Linked DNA regions of Gossypium raimondii: region 2 is linked to region 1. Evidence: chromatin contacts called from public Hi-C data. All regions are on one chromosome and are shown on one strand. Each heading gives the region's core, a stretch centred on a gene start, on an enhancer-like site or on the middle of the called end of the contact. The rest is flanking DNA. Distances are from core to core; before and after follow the strand shown. Region 1 holds the start of LOC105804013. Region 2 has its middle 12 kb from the start of LOC105804011.

What was found. Hi-C and Micro-C count contacts between places; a contact is called where the count stands out from the background.
Region 2: a contact with region 1 is called in a Hi-C map of leaf, with 1.8 times the contacts expected there. The contact joins the enhancer-like site here to the promoter of LOC105804013 in region 1. A contact is called at or near these places in 2 of 2 Hi-C or Micro-C datasets (both in leaf).

Annotation. Positions count from the first base shown.
Region 1 is chr11:37,428,115-37,435,362 of ASM2569854v1, reverse strand. LOC105804013 reads left to right here and starts at 4,357. Exons shown (of 7, transcript XM_012636488.2): 1 at 4,357-4,723; 2 at 5,404-5,641; 3 at 5,734-5,924; 4 at 6,084-6,319; 5 at 6,414-6,657; 6 at 6,752-6,859; 7 at 6,975-7,248. The coding sequence starts at 4,505. The coding sequence ends at 7,097.
Region 2 is chr11:37,582,502-37,589,749 of ASM2569854v1, reverse strand. No RefSeq gene overlaps it. Among protein-coding and RNA genes, the nearest start is that of LOC105804011, 12 kb to the left of the region's middle. Within about 2 kb of position 3,894, the one cell type or tissue checked has open chromatin away from gene starts, as enhancers often do. A contact at or near this core is called in leaf, where this site is marked.

The DNA.
Region 1 (7,248 bases), core at 3,108-5,607:
TATATGAGGTTTAGTTTCTAGAGTAAGGGTACCCGAACCAGCAGATTCCTCGATCCTTACCCATTATAGGCTCATATGGATCGAGTTCAGTTCAGGGGGACACATTTCCCTATGGCCGCATGGAGATGAAAATCTCACGAAGACATAGGTACGGATGTATCCCGGAAGCGGTCCACTACCCTGCACGGAGGTGAAAACCTCACGAAGGACTAGTTTCTCGCTCCCACTTAAGGGTAAAATGCAAATGCAAAGTTACCAACATACCATGATGAAAAGTCAATGAGTGCGAAGGGAACTCATGATTTTTTTTAAAAACTTTTGACTTTCGACAAAAAGACAAAGCATAATCAATTCATGGCTCGACTCTCAAAGTCCCCAGCGGAGTCGCCAAGCTATCGAAACCGCTTTTTTGAAAACAAAAATTTTGGTTGTCGACTTTTAAAAATAAAAATTGGAGTCGCCACCGATCCTTGATTGGGGTGTGATCGGCTCACCTTAAAAATAATTTTGGTCTGCGAAATTTGAGAAAACAAGTTCAGGAGTCAGTTACGCACGAGGAAGGGTTAGCACCCTTGAAACGCCCAAAATCGGTACCAAATTGATTATTTAATGTCTTGGGGTCGAAAATTTGAAAAGATTTTAAAAGAAAACTTTTTATTTCATGAATGAATCAAAATAGTAAGACATTCTTATTTCAAAGAGATAAAACACCACACCCAGTGAGTTAGGGCACAATATTTTTAAATCTTCAAAATACCCGAATATTGCCTTTTACTTTTGAAAATTCTTATTTCGAGAAGTCAAAATATCAGGACCAGTAAGTTAGGACCCAACATTTTTGAACTCCCAAGAATAAGCTTTTATTTAAAATTTGCCAATTTAATGCAAAATGAATACTTAGCATTCTAAATGCATCGAAGAATAATCGCAATCCAGTAAGTTAGGACACGGTCTTTCTCGAGAATCATGAACGCCAAATACTTTGAAAATTTATAAAATATGATGATTTTGACAAAACCAAAATATATTTCCCGAAAGGTATGTTAAAGTTAATGTATAGTGTGAAACAAAACTTTAATTTAAGACCAATATGAATAAATATTTACAAATATATATATAAGTACAATATACAAGTAAATTTGTAAATATGTGTACGCATATATTTAACACACATATACAAAGATACATATAAAAGACGAAATGGAATATGTCAATCAAAATCTAATAAAATTGCATGTAAGTATTTGAAAATCATAAAAATAGAATAAATATAAAAGCATGTACCAATATATATTTACAAAATAAAATGTATATGTATATATTTACAAAAATAAAAAGTGTGTAAGTATATATATAATATAAAGTATAAAAAGGAAAGTAAAATAAAAAAGAAGTATGTATATGTAAAATGTATGCAAATTTAAAACCCTTAAAAGTATATATTAAAATATGCACATATATTGTATATAAAAATATGCGTGTATATGAATAGCAAATACAATAGTAATAATAATAGAAAACAATGCAATAATAATGATGTAATGTAACATAATAATAGTAATAATGGCATAATAATAGTAAAAAAAAGATAATGATATATAAAAAAAAAGAAAAAATGAGAAGAATGACTGAATTGAATTTTAAACAAAAATGGGGGGCTGACTTAAAATAAATTTAAAAAAAAGATCGACTTGAACGCGCGTGTAACAGTGGAGGACCAAAAGCGAAATTATCCTCTCCTTCCAAAGCGCTGCGCAACGGGGACTAAATTGAAACAAGCATAAAATATGCGGCCCAATTTTAAAATAAGTAGAAAGGACTTAATTGGAACGCATTTGCGAAAGGGAAGGCCTAAATGCGCAATTAAACCTTTAAAGCCAAACGCGCGGATCCTCCCCTTTGGGTCGGGTCACCTCGCGGGTCAAGACTTGGATAAAACGGCACCGTTTTGAGGTTTCAATAAAACCCAATTTTTCCTTTTAAAAATTTCATAACTTATTTTAAAACAAAAAAATGCTGCACCCCTTCCCCCTTTTTGTTCTCTACTAGGGTTTTATACCCAAGCCGCCGCGCCGCCGTTCCACCATGCGCCACAGCTCCGATCGCGATGGAGGTGGCGCCGATCGACGCTTCCGGCCAGAGAGGTAAGCTTCCCTTTTTCTTTTCTTTGTTACTTCTTTAAAAAAACAAAAACGCAAAAGAAAAGAAAAAAATAAATAAATAAAACTGCAAGAACCCGATTCACCTTAAGAAAAAAATCTTTGTATTTTCTATTTTTCTCTTGATTTCTCTCTTGTCTATTTCTCTGTCTTTTACACTCCAAAAATCCCCCTTTTATCCTTTTTACAATCGGTTTATATAACCAAATAAAACATCAAAATATCAAAAAATCAAAAGAATCCTTATTTTCTTGTTATTGTTGCGATGAATACTTGATTTGGATCCGCTTTTCTCGCAGTACGACGATCGTGGAGGCACGATTTGTGCGGAGAGGGTGAGTCATGCATGACTCTTGGCAAATGTTGCTATGGTTCTCTTTTTTGAGGGGTTAAGGCTAGGGTTTAATTTGGGCTTTGTAAAAATTGGGCTGTGTCCCATTATTTATTCCACACGGGCCTGAGCCAATTTGGGCCTACTACAGGGATAATATTTTGTGAACATTTCGAGTAGACCTCCACCTACCGTAAATTTCGGATGACCAAAATTTGATTCGATTGAGAAAAATTGAAAAAAAAATACGAACTTCGAGTTAATCGAATCAAGTAATTCGAGTTTTGATTTCGAATCGAGTTAAATTTTACAATTTGAATAATCCGAATAACAGATTAGTATAAATACCCTTTCGGTACTCGTCAATTTTGAAAATTACCAAATTAGTCTCAAAATAATGTCAAAAAATTCAAAATAATATTATTTTTAAAACTCAAATGCTTATAACAATTCTAAAATTTATATTTTCCACTAAATATAAATATTATAAAAAATTTCTAAAGAATATATAAAAATGTTAAAAAGTAAAAAAAACCCTAAAATAATATTTTTGGGACCTAAACTCTAAACTCCAAAAATCCTTACAAACCTTAAACAAAAACCCTTAAAAATCCCTAAACCTTAACCCTAAAAAACTTAAAAAAAACCCTAAATGAACCGTGAAGAGAAAAAGGAAACACGTCCAGCTGGATATGCTTTGCTGCCCGAGCAGAAAAGCGCATTTAGCTGGAGGCGTTTTCCTGTCAAATTCGTTGAAAATGCGTTCAGCTAGGCGCATTTTTCTTCTCTCTCTCCAGAATCGGCTTAATCCAATAAATTTCAAAAAAGTCGGCCTAATCTAATCATATTTCTAAAATTCAGTATTTTTAGGTAATTCACCCCTTTTTATCTCCCTATCCTATCTTTATCTTTTTCTTCTCTCTTTCAAGATAAGTCTTTCTTTTTTCTTTTTCTTTTTTAACTTCCTAGCTACGTCTTTAATTTTCATAACTCAACATTTTTATAACTCAAAAATGCCTTCAATCAAACCCAAAATGACGAAAGAAACCAAAGTAGTTTCCTATAACCAAACATCTTTATAACTCAAAAATGGCTCGTCTTCCATGGAAAACCCATCTACGAAAGTCAAAAAGGGTAAGGGAGCCTCGTACTAGGCCCATTTCAAACCGGTCCTTGTTCGGAATCTAGAGAGCAGCCCATTCTTTTAAACTGATGTCTTCATCGCCTCAAATCTTCCATATTCATTGCTGAGCACTTAAAAGCACAACTATTGCCCCAATTTCAGCTCCATTTTATGACTCTATTCTTGGCTATGTAGAGCTTTTACTTTGATTTTGAAATAAAGACTTGAAAGATTTTTAGTGTTTTTAAGTTTAGGATTTAGGAAATTTCATCTAGAATTGGGACTTGAGTTTCAAATTGTGTATAAAGTTTCACAAATAAGATTTTAGGATTTTAAGGTTAAAATTTGAAGGAGTTATCGTATTAATACAAATTTTTACATAATCTATACAAACTTAATTTGAGTGGATTCTTATAAATTATTTTACATTCTGGTTTTGTGCAGATAAATTATATTTTTAGTTTGAGAATATTTTTTCTATTAAGTAAAAGAATTGAGAGCATGAGAGTCAAAGTGGGGTTGTTATTTTTTTTTATTTTGAACAATTTTAACTTAAAAGAATAAAAGGTAAAAACCCAATCCAAGCGTTGGGTTGGTTCATTTAAGAAATATAATCAACCATCATGTTTTTGGTAAAGGATTGGATGGTTCTGTCAAATATACCATGTATTGAAGCAAACCTGAGTCAGATACCACTTGCATTCACTTCCGTGATTCCACCAAATAGCCATCTAATAACTGTTACTTTGTCCTAGAAGAAAATCCAAGGTAAGTTGTGAAGTCAGTTCCAAGTGGTCCATCCATCAAAGCAAAAATATCCCAACTCTCAACCCATAGCTATCCAAAATGAAGGGTTTCGGGACCTATTGTTTGTAATTCAAGACATGAGCCATGGCTCACTATGGTGCAAAGGTAGTGGTGCCTATAGACCTGAAGAAAAAGCCATGGGAACAAAAACATCCCCTCCACAACCGGTGGCACCCCGACATACCAGTTGTTGCAGAGGTTAAAGATGGAGAGGTTTTCAGAGTTGAAATGGTGGATTTCAGTGGAGGTGGAATAACAAGTGACTACTCTGCCGAAGATGTCAAGCATGCTGATCAATCTATTGTGAGTTTCTAACACTTTCCTTTCTTTCAACTTCTACTGCAACCTAAAGCTGTTCCTATAATTTTTCTTAATCATTTTTCAAGTAAACAATAACTTCCAGTGTTTCTTATTGGCAATTTTAATCAAACCCTGTTGTCTAGTTAGTGAACCTTGGTATTTCAGTCTAGTAAAACCAAAATGGGACCATTGGAAAAATGGTCGAACCCATTTGTCAGCAAGTAGAGTATTGGTCAAGACTCAAGAGTCAATACTTGCTTCAATGGGTGACATTTGGCAAGACTGAAACAAATATCTCAACAATCTCCCTGTTTTTCCCAAAGCTTAATCCATGGCTCCTCCAACTCCAAGACTAGTGGTGTCAGTAGATTTGAAGAAGAAGCCATGGGAACAAGCTCTACCTCTTCACAATCGTTGGCACCCTGAAATCCCTCCGGTTGCCCATGTTAAGGTCAGTGAGGTCTTTAGAGTAGAAATGGTTGACTGGACTGGAAGTGTCATAAAAGATGATGATTCTGCAGCTGATGTAAAATTTATAGACATCTCCACTGTAAGTAAACAAACTCCATTATCTGAGTCAGGGAAAAAAGAAATAAGCTAAATATAACATCTTATGTCAGATAATAATCTTTGAATTGAACTTACTGGTTATGATAAAAAAAAATATTATGCAAATGATACAGGTTCATTATCTGAGTGGGCCTATAAGAGTTGTAGACAAGAAGGAGACACCTGCCATGCCAGGTGATCTTCTTGCAGTGGAAATATGTAACCTGGGTCCTTTACCGGGTGATGAATGGGGTTATACAGCAACTTTTGACAGAGAAAATGGAGGAGGGTTTTTGACGGACCATTTTCCATGTGCAACAAAAGCTATTTGGTATTTTGAAGGAATCTATGCCTACTCTCCTCATATACCGGGTGCAATTTCCATTAATTCCCACTAGTTATAAGCTGTCAAAATGCTTCCCTTCGTTTATATTGTCATTTAAAAAGGTTCATATGAGTTGCAGGGGTGAGATTTCCTGGGTTGACTCATCCGGGAATAATTGGAACGGCACCATCAATGGAACTTCTGAATATATGGAATGAAAGAGAAAGAGAAGTAGAAGAAAATGGCCACAAGTCCCTAAAACTATGTGAAGTTTTGCATTCACGACCATTGGCAAACCTTCCTTCAACCAAAGGCTGCCATTTGGGGAAGGTATAGTTTACATCAGTTTGCTTGATCAGTAGCTTAATGTCTGCTGCCTTCGTGTTTGAGATTCAACTGCAATTAGTAGGCCATGATATGCTACTTAGATGCAATTTTCAACCAGAGAGTGATAATACCATAATGTACTGTAATGATGACAATGTGTAGATAAAAAAGGGGACTGCCGAATGGGAAAAGATTGCTAAGGAGGCTGCGAGGACTATTCCAGGAAGAGAAAATGGTGGAAATTGTGACATAAAAAACCTTAGTAGAGGTTCTAAAATATATCTTCCCGTGTTTGTTGAAGGAGCTAACCTTAGCACCGGTGACATGCATTTCTCTCAAGGTGATGGTGAAGTCTCATTCTGTGGAGCAATTGAGATGAGTGGTTTTCTTGAGCTTAAGTGAGTTTCAATTTTCATCGCACCGGAAATTTAGTAATTCTCAGAGTTGTTGCATATATTTAATTGCTTTCATAACTGGTACCTGGTTTAATAGGTGTGAAATTATAAGAGGTGGAATGAAAGAGTACCTTACTCCAATGGGGCCAACCCCTCTTCATGTAAATCCGATCTTTGAGATCGGACCAGTGGAACCGAGATTCTCGGAATGGTTGGTTTTTGAGGGAATAAGCGTGGATGAGAGTGGAAGGCAACATTTCCTTGATGCAAGTGTTGCATATAAACGCGCAGTGCTCAATGCTATTGACTACCTCTCCAAGTTCGGGTACTCGAAAGAACAGGTATGTATGTTCCCTCAATATTGAATAATAAAGAAATATATCACCTATGGTTAAACCATTACTGATCCGAACGGAACAACGGTGCTCTCATCAGGTTTACCTTCTTCTATCCTGCTGCCCTTGTGAAGGAAGGATCTCCGGAATTGTAGATGCACCAAATGCTGTTGCAACTCTTGCAATTCCAACTGCTATCTTCGACCAGGTATCCTTCTCCGAGAAGATTAACTCATAGTATCATCATTCCATTCTTTTCTAGGCTCCGAAATCTCCACTTGCATGACATAAAGTTTAAAATGATGGTCGTGTATCATGTGCAGGACATTCGTCCAAAAGCCGGAAAGGTGCCGATAGGGCCTCGGCTAGTGAGAAAACCAGATGTTTTAAGATGCAGTTATGATGGAAATCTTCCCACAACGAAGAACCCAGCTGCCTCAATGTAACTTAAGTCTACGGAACTAAGACCAAGAAACTGCAATATTGGGTTTTCATTTCTATGCCTTGTGGAACTTTTATACACATGGAAACAACTATGGATGAACGACATTAATGTAAATAATAAACTCCAGCTTCTGGACAAGATCGTATCCTCGA
Region 2 (7,248 bases), core at 2,645-5,144, 150 kb before region 1:
TGTACATATAAACTCCATGATCACAACAAATTCATGTAATTAATTAGGAATTTCTTTTAATATTAAAATTCCTTTCTCTTCATGCATCTAGCAAGTCATCACAAGAAATTGATGAATTTAAATTAAATTTTCTTTATTCAATTAACTTTGTATTTTATAAGTAAAAGATGAAGCAGATTGTTTTGTCCAATAAGTATTCAGAACTTCAAAAAACTTAATGAACTCATAAAATTTTAAACTTGTTTGTTTTGAATTTTGATTTTTTAGAAAATTTTAGAATTTTATGAATTTTGGTTACAAATATATAGTATTTTTTGGGAATTTTTGTATTTTTAATGGATTTCTTTTTATAGTTTTAAAAATTTTGAGTTATTTTTACACATGATTAGATGAAATTTTTAAGGAAAATATAAATAGAATAATGGGATATATAGAATGAAAGTAAAATGGTGAAATTGAGAAAACTAATATACATACTAAAATGATTAAAAATATTAAGCCAAAAAATAAGTGGAGAAACCTTCTTCATTATAACAACAATTCAAACATATGTAATTAGTGCTTAATATGAAACTAATTAAATTCTGTGTGATTGAAATGATGTCTCCTTGGATCGGACTTAACTAACTCAATGAAACATATAAACAGGGGTTAATTAATTATAATAAAATTTGCCAAAAAAATATGAAAGAGGCGTGACGAAATTTGCATCAACGTTCAGATTTTTATAATAGATAGAGATAGAAATGCGGCGCGTGATAAGTGAACTTTTGTGAGCAAATGAAACACGTCATGCCATGGTGTATCCGGACGTGGCGTCCTTATCCCTATTACTCCCCTTCCCCAACTTGCTTCTTTTCTTTCTATCAATTGTGAACATGTTAAGGGATTTGGGCAAATTATCAAAAAAACCTCTATTTTTTTTAAAATTTATCGAAATAGGCTCGATATTTTATTATTTATTAGAATAGGTCATTTTCCCCAAAATCACGTCCACGTCAGCGCGCTGTTAGGGGACGTGTTAGAACATCGCGTCCACGTCAGCGCGCTTTGCTTACGTGGACACAAATCGTGCCTACGAGGACGCGATTTGCTGACGTGGATGAACAATTTATGTTTTTTAGCTTGGAAAACTTTGAAAGGCCATAACTTTTGGCTCGGTTGTCCGATTGAGATGATTTTTTTTATTTGAATAACTTTTTGAGATCTACGCTACGACAAATAGCAAGGCGGTTTACAGCATTTTAAATCAAAAAGATCATTTTTCCCTAAATTTTGATTTTTCGGTTTAAAATTGAATTTTGAAACATTCAAATCATTATTTTCCTTATTTATTTGAAGTAAACACGAATTTTTTTACTGTAATTGTTGTATTATTTTTTCGATTTGACACGTGTATGGAATAGGTCCGATAAATTATTAGAACGTAAGTAATATAATTAAGATAATAACAGTAAGGAATATGGCAATTAATTAGTTTAGCTTAGTTGGTTAAGATGCTTGCTCTTTTCCCTTAGTATCTTGGTTCAAATCTTGTTGGTGACAATTTTGAATCTTTTTTGTACTTGTTGCTATTGATGTAATATTGAAGAGTTAATTGATTAAAAAATAAATACAAGTACAAAAGATTCAAAATTTATTTTTCAAAATACCAAAAACCCTATATTTTTAAAATTTATCGAAATGGGCCTGGTATTTTATTTTTTTGACCGTTGGAGTCTTTTCACGCTGGGGCGAAATCACGTCCACGTCGTTAGCGGGATGTTGACGTGGAAGGAAATCGCGTCCTTCGAGCGCGATTTCCTTCCACATCAAGATCTCGCTACCGACGTGGACGCGTTTCTTGACGCGTGCACTCGACATCGCTACGACGTGGGACGCGATTTCCCAGAAAAAAGGACTATTCCGGTAAATAATTAAAAAATGGGCCCATTTCGGTAATTTTTGAAAAAAAATACTTTTATTGGTAAATTGCCCAAGGGATTTTTACTAAAATATTATAAAAAATAAAAATATCAAAATATTATAAACTTTTTATTATTTACTAAAATAATACAAAAAACAAAACACAGAACAGTGGAAAATCGGATGCCACAGACGGCACCAAAGGTGTCTGTGGCAGAGGCGGCACAAGACTAAAATGTAATGATCTAAAGTTTCAAGGACCTGATATGCAAATTTATTATTTTGAATTTTGAAAGTGAATTGGTGCCGCCTGTGGGTGTGGCGGCACTAAAGTTGAAACGTAGCTAATTATCTTCTAAGCCCTCCTTATTTATTATTTTCTTTTTATTCCCCTTCAATTTACTTTTTTATTTAATAAACAAACCCTCAACCTATTTTTATAGTTAAATAAGCTCTTAATCTATGATTTTTACTCATAAAAGCCATTTATTTTATTATTAAAGTAAATATATTTTACCTAAAGTAAAGCTATTTAAAAAGTATAAACTAATTTGCATTTTATGTTTATGTGAATTTTATGAGAATAATTTATTAAATAAAAAATTTACTAAATTTGATGAGAATAGTTTATAATTATAATTTATTTTTCTATTTGGGTTACATTTATGGGTGATCAGTTTTATTTTTACTTTTGGTTTTCAATAAAGCATGCCCGGTATTTCTATTAATTTTTTAATTAAATCTAATATTAGTTAAGTAGTAATTAAGATACTTAGAATTCTAATTAAGTAATAACTCTACTTTATTTTAATAAAAGTAGCATCGTCAAAATTTTAACTAATAACAATAAATTATAATTATAATTATCACAATTTTTTTGTCTTTTTCCTATATTTTATGCTTAGAGTTCTATTTAAATAACAATTCTATTTTAAAATTAGCACAATATTTTTAATAATAATTGCAGTTTAAATTATAATTATTTTGAAATATATAATTCTCACAACGTCTATTAAATTATAATTATTTTAAATTTATAAAGAGTATTTATATATATATAATATTTTATTTAATTAAAAACTTGAATTCTTATTATTTTAAATTCATCCTATTATATTCAATGATTTTATAGATTTATAGTTTTATTAATTAATAATATATTATGTTTTTTTAAGTAGAGCCTTTATAATATATGACCAAATTAATTAATTTCACATTAATATATTGTTATTTTAATTAATCTTACTTTTTATTATTATATAATAATATTAATAAATTATTATTCTAATGTAGTTTAGTAATATAATTAACAATAAATGATATTTTTGTCGGTTCAAAAGTTTTTCAAGACTCGTGCTTTTATCTATATTATAGATAGATATTTTATGATTTTTATCGGAGATATGAAAGATTAAATCACAACTTTGTCATATTTCTTCATCTAATTGGTCATTAATTGATTTTAATGGTTAATGTAATGAAATGTTAAAATTATTAATGTCTAAGAGCTTAATTAATTTTTCAAGTTAATGATAAGGGCTCAACTGGGTTCAAATTAAGTCAAGGGTTTAGTTACTTTTTTGGTTTTTCTTAAGGGACTATTATAGCTATAAGCCTTTGATAAACATAAATTTTTTATTTAATAAACTATTCTCATCAAATTCACGTAAACATAAAATGCGAATTAGTTTATACTTTTTTAAATAGCTTTACTTTAGGTAAAATATATTTACTTTAATAATAAAATAAAGGGCTTTTATGAGTAAAAATCATAGATTAAGAGCTTATTTAACTACAAAAATAGGTTGAGGGCTTGTTTATTAAATAAAAAAGTGAGTTGAAGGGGAATAAAAAGAAAAGAATAAATAAGGAGGGCTTAGAAGGTAATTAGCCACATTTCAACTTTAGTGCCGCCACACCCATAAGCGGCACCAATTCACTTTCAAAATTTAAAATGGTAAATTTACATATCAGGTCCTTGAAACTTTAGATCATTACATTTTAGTCCTGTGCCGCCTCTGGCAAAGGCACCTTTGGTGCCGCCTCTGCCACAGGAACCTTTGGTGCGCCTGTGGCATCCGATTTTCCACTGTTCTGTTTTTTTTTGTATTATTTTGGTAAATAATAAAAATTTTATAATATTTTATATATAAATTTAATTTAAATTATTTTTCAGAAACAAATAATATTATTGTTGATATAATATTATTTTACTATACATATTACATAAATAATTATAAATTGATGTATTTAGTTTTAAATACATACGATTGAATCAAAATTAAATTTTTTATATGTATTTAAATTAAAGTTAAATTTTAATGGATATAATTGTGCATAATCAAAAATTATATATCAAATTACATATTAAATCAAATTTTGTATGATTTTAATATTTATCCACTAATTTTATTTGAAGAAATGGTTATAATTCCTAATCATAAACAATACATCTATATAAATATAATTAGTATTAATCAATGTAATAAATAAATAAAATTATAATTACAACTGATACATTCATATAACTAAAATAAAAATTAAATTATATATAAATAAATTAATAATTGAAATATATTTGAATAAGACTCACATTTGATAAGAGTTAAAATAGAATGACTTAATATAATAAATGATTCCTAAACTTGACAACTATTATATAATTATAGTAAAAATAACCCGACCCAACGTCCAACCCGATTAATCCTCTATATAATAAAATTCTAAAAACCCTCTTTTAAGGGGGATAGTACTATAAACATCCATTTTTATTATCTTCTTCCTCTTAGCTCCTTGCCCAGAACACTCTTCCCCTCTTTTACGACTGTTGATACCTTATATCAATAATGGTGCGGTGAGCATGGATCAAACTCGCCAAAAGAGTTCACCGTTCTCTGTAATGCTGAAATTCTTGTCATCATTTTCTCCAATATTAGAAAACTCTTTGGGTCTTCCAGCTCGGGTTCAAAAGTAATAGTTGAGAAGCAGTAGTACTCAATGGCGACAATGGATATTGAGAGGAAGCAAGTGGCATCGGTAGAAAAGACATGCACCGCCAAGAGCAGTCCTTTTCTAAGTAGCCACCCCCATTTTTCCAAATTACATAAACATATTGATTTTTATCTCTGCGTTTGATCTAAATAAGTTGTTTCTTTTTATGCTATTTAATTCAGAGTTTGAATATATGGCAAATTTGTTTTATTTTTGTTTTGGATAAATTTAAAATTGTTAGTCATTTTGGAAATTCAGAAGGTTTATGTATTGCTAGTTAACTTGAAATTTTAGTTTGTTTCACTAGTTCTAAGGCGTGTTGCATGATCAATAACGGATTTGGTATATAAAAATTGCAATATTTGGCATCCATGTTTATCTGTTGATGAATTTTGTGATATTGTATCCTGCTGCTTTTCAAGAATTATTTCATACAAGTATATGAAACTGGATTGATATGAGCTTTCTTTGAATAAAGTATCCTGTTGATGAAAAAGTTGTTTCTTTCAGCTGTTCCTTTGCTGAAATATTATTACATTCTTATGCTTAGGTTTCTGGGTTTACCTTGATATACGATTAGTTGATTTTGTTTTAGTTATACTTCTTTTTCTTTGTTAAATATCATCCTATAAGATCCATAGTTCATTTTATTATTTAAAAAAAAAACTTGATTATTAGTGACTCAACCAAAGGTCCCTCAGCTCATTGCAGTTAGATGCAGTCAAGCAAAATACTCAAAATTTGACTTACTAATAGCATGTTATTAGCTGAAGATATATTTGTCTTAACAGCTAATAGGAAACATAAAAATATTTTAGAGACATTCACCTTTATGTTGAGTGTTGTTGTGTGTGTTTTGGAGCCCATTTCATCCCAAGATTTACTCATTGCAGCATGTTTTCTTATAACATCATTTTTTGTGGGCAAAAAATGGATGAGAAGGTTGTTGTATAATTCTTATTTATGGATGGTACCGTAGATTTTTAGTTTATCAAGGAACAAATTAGGCATTGTTGGAAAATAATGGATATTTTGGAACTTTGAGGTATATTATTTTATTGATAAAATTAAAGATTTGAATAATAAATTATGAACTTATATTCTATATAATATGCTTAAAATTGTTAAGTGATGAATGATAAATTGATGCTCAAATTAAACAATAGTTCGTCTCTTGATGAACATTTGTATCTTTTGAACAATTGTATCTCTTGGTGAACAGATTTATTGCTTTTGGTTTAATATTGTATTTTTTCATTCATTGTGTCTGTTTACTCATATCTATTAACTTTTCAACAAAATTCTTCATGAATCGGTCTAAATCTCTTCATTCATTTCCCCTCCTTTATATAAAGCCAAGTTAGGAGACTTCCAAAACACATTATCAAAAACCATCAACATAAAAAATTCCTTCTAAATTCATTCTTCCTGGTGATAGAGAAATGCAAGATTGTGTTCAATTGATCACTGTTGTTGTGCTACTACTGTGATCATTTGTTGTTGTATCTTTGGAGACAGACGTCCAACGTTACTCAAAGCACCGAGGAGAGATCGAATCTATCTTAAGGAAACTGTTCATACATGCCTCAACAAAATTCTTCGTCTAATTTTCAACTCTATCTGATTTTAGGTATTGTGTTGTGTTACTACTACTGCATTGTATTGCATTATTATTGCTACTGACATATTAATACTACATACGATATTATATTTTCTTATAATCTTAAGATAGATGATTTGTTGTAGTTTTAATCTAAGGCGCACAGAATACCATCGTAACTTATTTAGGTTGGTTTATACTTTGGTTTTGGATTTTAATTTATTTATGGATTCTGGTTCTTCATTCTGAATACAGAAAATGTCTCATACGTCAAACAACTCATCTAATTCAAAGGTTGAGACGATTGTTGCTGCTTATGCTCAAGCTGCAAGCCAAATGTTTCCTGCGACTATAAGTCACTATGAAAATCCTGCAAAATTCACTGGAGAGAATTTTAAAACATGGCAACAAAAAATGTTGTTCTATTTGACCATGTTGAATATGGAAAATTTTCTGAAAGATGACCCTCCTATTTTTAAAGAGGATGAGGAAGATGCTATTATTGCCTTCAACATTACCGAAGCATGGAACAACTCTAATTTCCTATGCCGTAACTACATTTTGAACAGTTTATTTGATGAACTTTATGAAGTATACAATATCAAGAAAACAACTAAGGAATTATAGGAATCGCTGGACCATAAATACAAAATTGAAGATGCCAGTGCTAAGAAATTCTTAGTTTCCAAGTTCTTAAACTTTGTAATGGTTGATTCTAAAGCTATTGTAAATCAAGTGCAGGGATTCCAACT